Linked DNA regions of Danio rerio: region 1 is linked to region 2. A link is a contact called in public HiChIP or PLAC-seq data. All regions are on one chromosome and are shown on one strand. Each heading gives the region's core, a stretch centred on a gene start, on an enhancer-like site or on the middle of the called end of the contact. The rest is flanking DNA. Distances are from core to core; before and after follow the strand shown.

The links. HiChIP or PLAC-seq counts read pairs in DNA pulled down with a chosen protein or histone mark.
Region 1: an H3K4me3 HiChIP or PLAC-seq map of embryo shows a contact between it and region 2, with 5 times the contacts expected there. The contact joins the promoter of tmem126a here to the promoter of picalma in region 2. A contact is called at or near these places in 1 of 18 Hi-C or Micro-C datasets (caudal fin) and 1 of 4 datasets of contacts at active chromatin or transcription factors (embryo).

What each region holds. Positions count from the first base shown.
Region 1 is chr10:34,207,905-34,211,195 of GRCz12tu, reverse strand. It overlaps tmem126a (transmembrane protein 126A), which reads left to right and starts at 1,799. Exons shown (of 5, transcript NM_200798.2): 1 at 1,799-1,918; 2 at 2,558-2,676; 3 at 2,766-2,959. The coding sequence starts at 2,564. It also overlaps a transcript of dlg2 not described here.
Region 2 is chr10:34,071,497-34,074,944 of GRCz12tu, reverse strand. picalma (phosphatidylinositol binding clathrin assembly protein a) reads right to left here and starts at 1,962. Exons shown (of 23, transcript NM_001365260.1): 1 at 1,870-1,962; 2 at 1,506-1,756. The coding sequence starts at 1,635.

The DNA.
Region 1 (3,291 bases), core at 550-3,049, 140 kb before region 2:
CTGACAGTGAGGTATGAATAACAGTTTGTAGCTCACTGGCAGATCTTTGTTCTTGTTTTAATCCTAAAAAGATTACTTAATTCTGATTTCTCTAACAGAAAACAAGACTTGTTACTACTGTGTAAATGCATCTTGCTACGCTTGAAAACACTGTGATCAGAATGTACCCATACATTTAGAGAACATTAACCTACTGTGTTCCCTCCAAATGTTTTAAGTTATTTTTCTTTCTTAAAAAAAAAAAAGCTTGAAACCACCAGAAACCCTGTCAAAAAAATCTTGCAAACATGCATTCATAAAAAATACACCCAGTAAAATGATGTCAACAACAACAAAACTACACATAACAGAACGTTTCCACGGTTATTATCCACATACACAGATGTTTATTTCTCACCTCGTTTTCTTAAGGGCATTATTACTCCTTTATGTCCTTGTGGGATTGTCACGCATGGAAACAGCAACACAAAAGTTTCGCCCTCATCTGCTGTCAATATCCTGGAGAAAGTGTCACCAACTAAAGCAGCACGTTTCCCTTCAGTTCGTTGGTATAGATGTAAAAGCGAACAGAATGGCAGATCTCGGGGTCCAGACCTGTAATTGTCAAGTTAAACAGCGAAAGACAAGCGCCGACACATCTTGCAGAAGAAAACACATGCTGAGCGCTCATGAGAAATAAATCCATAATCCGATAGTATGAGTGGATAGTGATCGAGTGCACATTGGCGTGGATGAGTCCATGGGAAATGCAAAGAATGCTCTCCAGTGAGTGAATGTGTTGACGATTAAACTGCTGGAATATTCGCGACTCTTTAAATGCCTTTGGTGTTTAACTACATAAATATAATTCAATCACGTCGTCCATAACACAAACTCAGACTAACGTTAAAGGCGCAGTGACTAACTAAACTAAAACCTAAACATCAGTGGTTAACCCCGGGGGCCATAGACGTCAAATTAGAAAGGCTCCCGTGTAGGCTACATGGCTTGCCTTGAATTAAATTCCGTCAGTATATGCTGATCAAGCATTATTTTAAATCCTAAAACGCCTAATATAAAGATCTACCAACGGTGTGAATGAGAAATAAGCTCGACATCTTAAGTTTAAGGATGTCTGCGTGTAAACAGTTCTTCAAGAACAACTTGTTCTATACGGAAAGGCAGAATGAAGTTTCGTGTGTTTTGTTTTAGATCTGATCATTATACGTGAGGGAAAAAAATTAAATAATTAAGACTTGGTGATCATCTTGCTGCTTGGTCACAGCGCAATCCACTTTCAGTTTAGAAAAAAGAAGAAAAAAATATTGGCAAAACAGGCAAAAACGGTTTACAAAATGCAGATATCGGGGTAGACACGTTTAACTAAATAAGGCTGGATGTATTTCCCCATGAAACAGCAGCCTGTCGGTGCGACGCCTGTCGGAAAACACCTGCAAGTTTCATCCAGCTTCCCGATAACGCATGGCTCCACATTTGCTTCTGTAATTAAGCCAATCTGAACAAAAATATCCTAAAGGTGCTCGTCAGACGTCCCGAAATGCAGTTGAGAACAACTTCACCTCCCTTCCCGTCATTTTTTCTGTGGGTCTTCACAGCATCTCTTGCCAAAGCTGGTTTGCAGACTCTCTCTACGGTGGGTGCAGTATCACCAGCAGCAGCATCATCACCAGTTTCGCCTTAGCAACGAGAAGGTTGACCCGCTGAGATTGACAGGGCGCGTCCGCCAATGGCTTTCGTTCTTTTTGTCAGTTGGCGCACGCGCAGACCAATAGGAATCGTCGTATTGTTCCTGGATCTCAGGGTGAGAGTTGACTAAAACATGTGGTTAGACATGGCTGCGCCCTGCTGGCAATGAGAACCGTGACTGTTAAACTGAAAATGGAGATAATTTAGCGCTTATTTAAAAGATCATTCGTGGGTAAGTAGTAGTCATATAATGCAAGAAAGCGCTGCGTTGCTGACTATGTGCAAATGAAGTCGTAAATAAACAGAGCGATAAGTCACGCAGGGTTTGACATTCAGCAAAGTTACATATAAACAGAGGTAAAACAATCGGCTGTCATTAGGTTAACTTAAGTGTAAATGTTTCTGTTTGACTTTTGCGACGCGTCTTTTGCCGTGATCGTATTAAATCCCTTATAAACAGGGAGGTGACAAACTAAATGTCTATTGAAAACAGGTCATATGATATATGCATAACAATTTAGCAAGCTAACATATTGAAGGTCTACGTGATAATATAATGAACAACCGTAGTTAAATGTTAGCAACATTATAACTTGAAACGATAGCCTACAGTTATAAACATTCAATATCCGCTTAAATAATGTTAAAATTACATATTTGGAGCAATTCATATTGTTAGTTTGATTGGTAAATGTGTAACGTTATAATGTAAACGCTGAAGATCCTCAACACATCAAATTAGTGTCTCAGTGACGTTTACCTATCTCACACGGAAACAGTCTTTACCATACCAAAAACGACACCATTTTCAGTGTTTTGACCACGTTGTTATATTGTGACTTAATTTGATCTCAGAAATTTGAAATAACAGATAAACATGACAGACAACTCCATGACGATGAGAGATGCAAGCCAAGGCCTGACATCATCCAGGATGAGGATTATTGAAATGCTGAATAAAAAGTTCGAAAAGCTTCCCGAAAGTGATAGGCAAGTTCGCTTTTTATATGCAAATATATTACAACGCAAGTTTGGTCTCTAATGCTGTATATGAACGTTTCCCGTTTAAAACCCAACAGAAAAATGCTTTCACGTGGTCCCTTGTATTTGGCTGCCAATGCTGGGATTGCTGGCATGGTTGCCAACAGCTTTTACAGACGAGTTCTCCATGTCACCCAAGGGCTCTTTACTTCCAGTCTTCCCATGGCTGTTCTTCCATTTGTGACAACTGCAGCACTGTACACGGCGACTGTCACGACCCCCCTGCTGTCAGGTAATTTCACCATATTTCATCCTTCAACGTCGCACGTCTGTTGACCAATTCAAATGATTTCAACTTTGACCCCTTGCTCTTGAACTGTATGAACCCTTATCAGCCAATCATTGGTAAATTAAAGGGACGTTACGTAAATGCGTCAGTACAAACTTCAAAAAGCTCTACAATTTTCACAATTGACTTGAATGTGCGCTATTTATTTTAGCTATCACCTTTTGGGCTCAAATAAATATACTTTGGTGCATTTTAATGTTTACCGTGAGCATTTAGTTCACCAAATATGAAAAATAATTATTAAACTCAAGCAATTTAAGATGTAGTTTTTTTTT
Region 2 (3,448 bases), core at 713-3,212:
TTTTACAGCTTTACTTTATCACCACAGCCGAATGTCACAACGCCTCAACCCTGGTTTGTGAACATTAAATCAGGTTTATTTTGTACATTAACATAACAGATATCCATACAGCAGTGGATATTAAAGTGTATCCTGTCACATTTGCCATGCAAAGCTAAACGTGCTAAAGCTAAATGGTGTGTGTGTGCGTGCGTGCGTGCGTGAACTTCGTAACAACATTGTGTGTGACTCATCATTGCAACTCCACTACATAAACATCAAATAATAAATATTGGGAAAGTTCTTACTGTAGCATTCCTCACAAACGTTACGCGAGATCTGCTTCCTTCATGCCTGTCACGGTGCTGTTTATCTGACTCAGCCAAGGCGGAGATTGAGGCACACTCTGATAGGCACGTGGGGAACGGTGGGTGGGGAGAACGAGTATTTCAGGCACAGGCAAAAAATACGAATAATAATAACAACAAATCTACATTGTGTTCAAATCAGAACATTTCAATGTTCTGAAAGGTATAATAAATAATATGATGGGTGTTTTGAGCTGAAACATTACAGACACATTTTGGAGACACTAAACTTATCTTAAATTTGGAACAAATTAGTTTGAAATAGGTGCCCTTTAAAAGTGATGAAAATAACCAATTATTTGCCATAAAAGTGAAGTTTCATTTACTTAATCTCACGTCATTTATAAGTCTACAGTATATTTTAGAAATATAAGAAAATTACAAGTAGGTCAAGATGAAAAGAGGTTTTTAGTCATAATAAAAGTGTAATTGATCTTGATTTTTTCCTTTATTTATTTTTAAACATGCATATGTGCTATATATGTGCTGACAATGTATTTGGTTTGGTGTCAAGACAAAAATTATTTAAATTAATTTTGAAAAAAGAACCGATATTTTAGTTGTGAATCACTAAAAGTGTCATTGACATCTGTGCTCTCTGTTTACTTTCAGTACCAGGAAAAGAGCAGTAACGTTATATAGCTACACGTTTATTTCATAGTCTGTGTCTTCTGAAATACAAGCTCTTGAGTTAAACAATGACAGAAAACATCTTGTAAAATATTCCTTAAGCCAAATAGTAACATAACACTGTTTTTGCTTTGCAACATCAAAAAGCATACGGGCAGTCCCTTCACACGAAATGCACGCTTGTTTGCAATAATCAGTTTTCTCAATGAAAGCATTCTGCTCAAGCGTCCTAATTACACAGCAGATGGGCTCGTTTTTAAATGCGGTTAATAATTAGTTAGCATGTTAAATCATTTAAACAGTACTCGTGCTCTCACACAACTCCACAGCCGATCGCCAATCACAGGTTCAACATCAGCAAAGGTCGCCGGAGAGGAAGCTGGTTAAATAACACGAGCTGCACTGAACGTGAATCTTTTGCAGGCCTCGAGCCCCGAACCTCTCGTTCCCAGGGCGACGAGTGACTGACGCAACTTTCAAACGCGGGTCCGAAAGCAATATAGTATTAAAAAATCCCTGGACACTTACAATCCAAATGCTTCTTCTTTGGCCCCATGACTTCGTGCGTGGTCGCCTTGCACACCGTTTTGGACACCGCGGAACCGGTAACAATGTGTTGCGCTGCCGTTATCCGGTCCGTAATGCTCTGTCCAGACATCCTCGCAGGTTTAAACAAACAAAAAAGGGGGAAAACAAAAAAAGAGGGGAAAATCTACCCGGGTTGCTAAATCCAACGGCAATGATATAGTCCCTGGGATGTGCACTGTTTCGCCACCTGACTGGGGGAGAAAGAGAGAAAAGAAATGAGACTAATACGCATCAGCCGCTTCTGAGAGTCCAAATGAAGTTTGTCCTGTATGTGTGCCGTCAGCTGATCGCGACATTTACGTACCAAACGTTTCCTCTTCTATTAACAGCAGCGTCCCCTCTCCCTCTCTCAACCCCTCTTGTCACGCACGCGCTCTCTCTCTCTCTCTCTCTCTCTCTCCCTCCCTCTCTCTCTTTTTCTAACTCCCCCTTTTTCTCCAAAGCGACTCTCCTCTAGGTTCTCGCCTCCCCCTACTGGGTTTAAAAGGCTTGTAGGAAAATGGCGGGTCTGTTTCCTCTTTTCAGAGGATCCTCCCAAGATTTACATGGACGTTGGGCTGTAAGTGCAAAGTGACGCCATGTTGGCTCTGAATGTCAGTACCGGGGCCTCACGTTACGTACAAAGTAAGGGCTGCAATTGGGTTTGTGAGCCAAAATGGCGGCTTTAGATAGACAGTAGCTGTGCCTTATCTAGCAGTTCCGCTATTCAGCAGATGACGGTTCACGTGACGGAATTTGTCCAACCGAGTTCCCGGTTTCACATAGTTTTTAAACAACATAATCGATTTAAACAGTTTAGTTTTTTCAAATGCAAGTAAATTTGCTACATTTTGTTTATTTTTTGTTGTTGTTTGTTCTTTTATTACATTTTAAAATATATTATTCGTGTTATTTTCCTTAATCTGTAAGCAGACAGAAATGTTTGAGAAAATTCCAAATATGACAATATGAAATTTATTTTATAATAAGATTTTCACAATTACAATAATTGTTATTATATTGTTTCGTTTTAAAATCGACAATTATATGTACATTCATTTTTTTATTTTTTTATATATTTAAATTGAGCTGAGACAACACAATTCTTGAGGTTTCATTTGGACAACCTAATTTGGTATGTTCAATCCACATAAATTTGTTAAAAGTGTTAACTTCATCAATTTGTGCTGGGACGACATGAATGAATTGTGTGGAACCCTGCATTTTCTTACAGTACAGTTATAAAAAAATACATAAATGTTATTCGTTTTTTTAATACAGATATTTCCTCCCATTTTCAATTATTTGGTTTTAATTAAAGCTTATATGTTTTTTTTGTGATGACAATAAAGATAAAGGATAAACAAAGCATATTTATTTACATGACCAATTCTGTGTGTTATATTGTTTTTAAATATTTGATGGTATAACATGTCTAATATATGTTGTATGATTGCATGTATGCATTAAATTTTTATATTTTTATTAGTATTTATTTAATTATAATAACATATAAATAAAAATTTACTTTTAATAATCGTAATATGATTAATATTTATTATTAGTATTATTATTATTATGTGTTATTATTATTATTATTATTAAAATACTCATATAGCCTATAAAATACTCATCTAATACTCAAAAACATATTTCATCATTATTTACGAATAAATCATTTTAATTTCCATCGCTTCTTCAGCTAACCTTGCAGAATGTCTAGAAAGGGAGACATCTAGTGATAAAAATATGCCATTACATTAGACACCATCATAATTCTCAACAGTAGGCCTAGGTTGTTTCTCGATATTTTTTATGCAATAGATAAATCCTGCGGCTGCATCATTAAAGCTTAAATAATTGATGCAAATGACAGAAGTCAATTACACGCATACTAAACATAT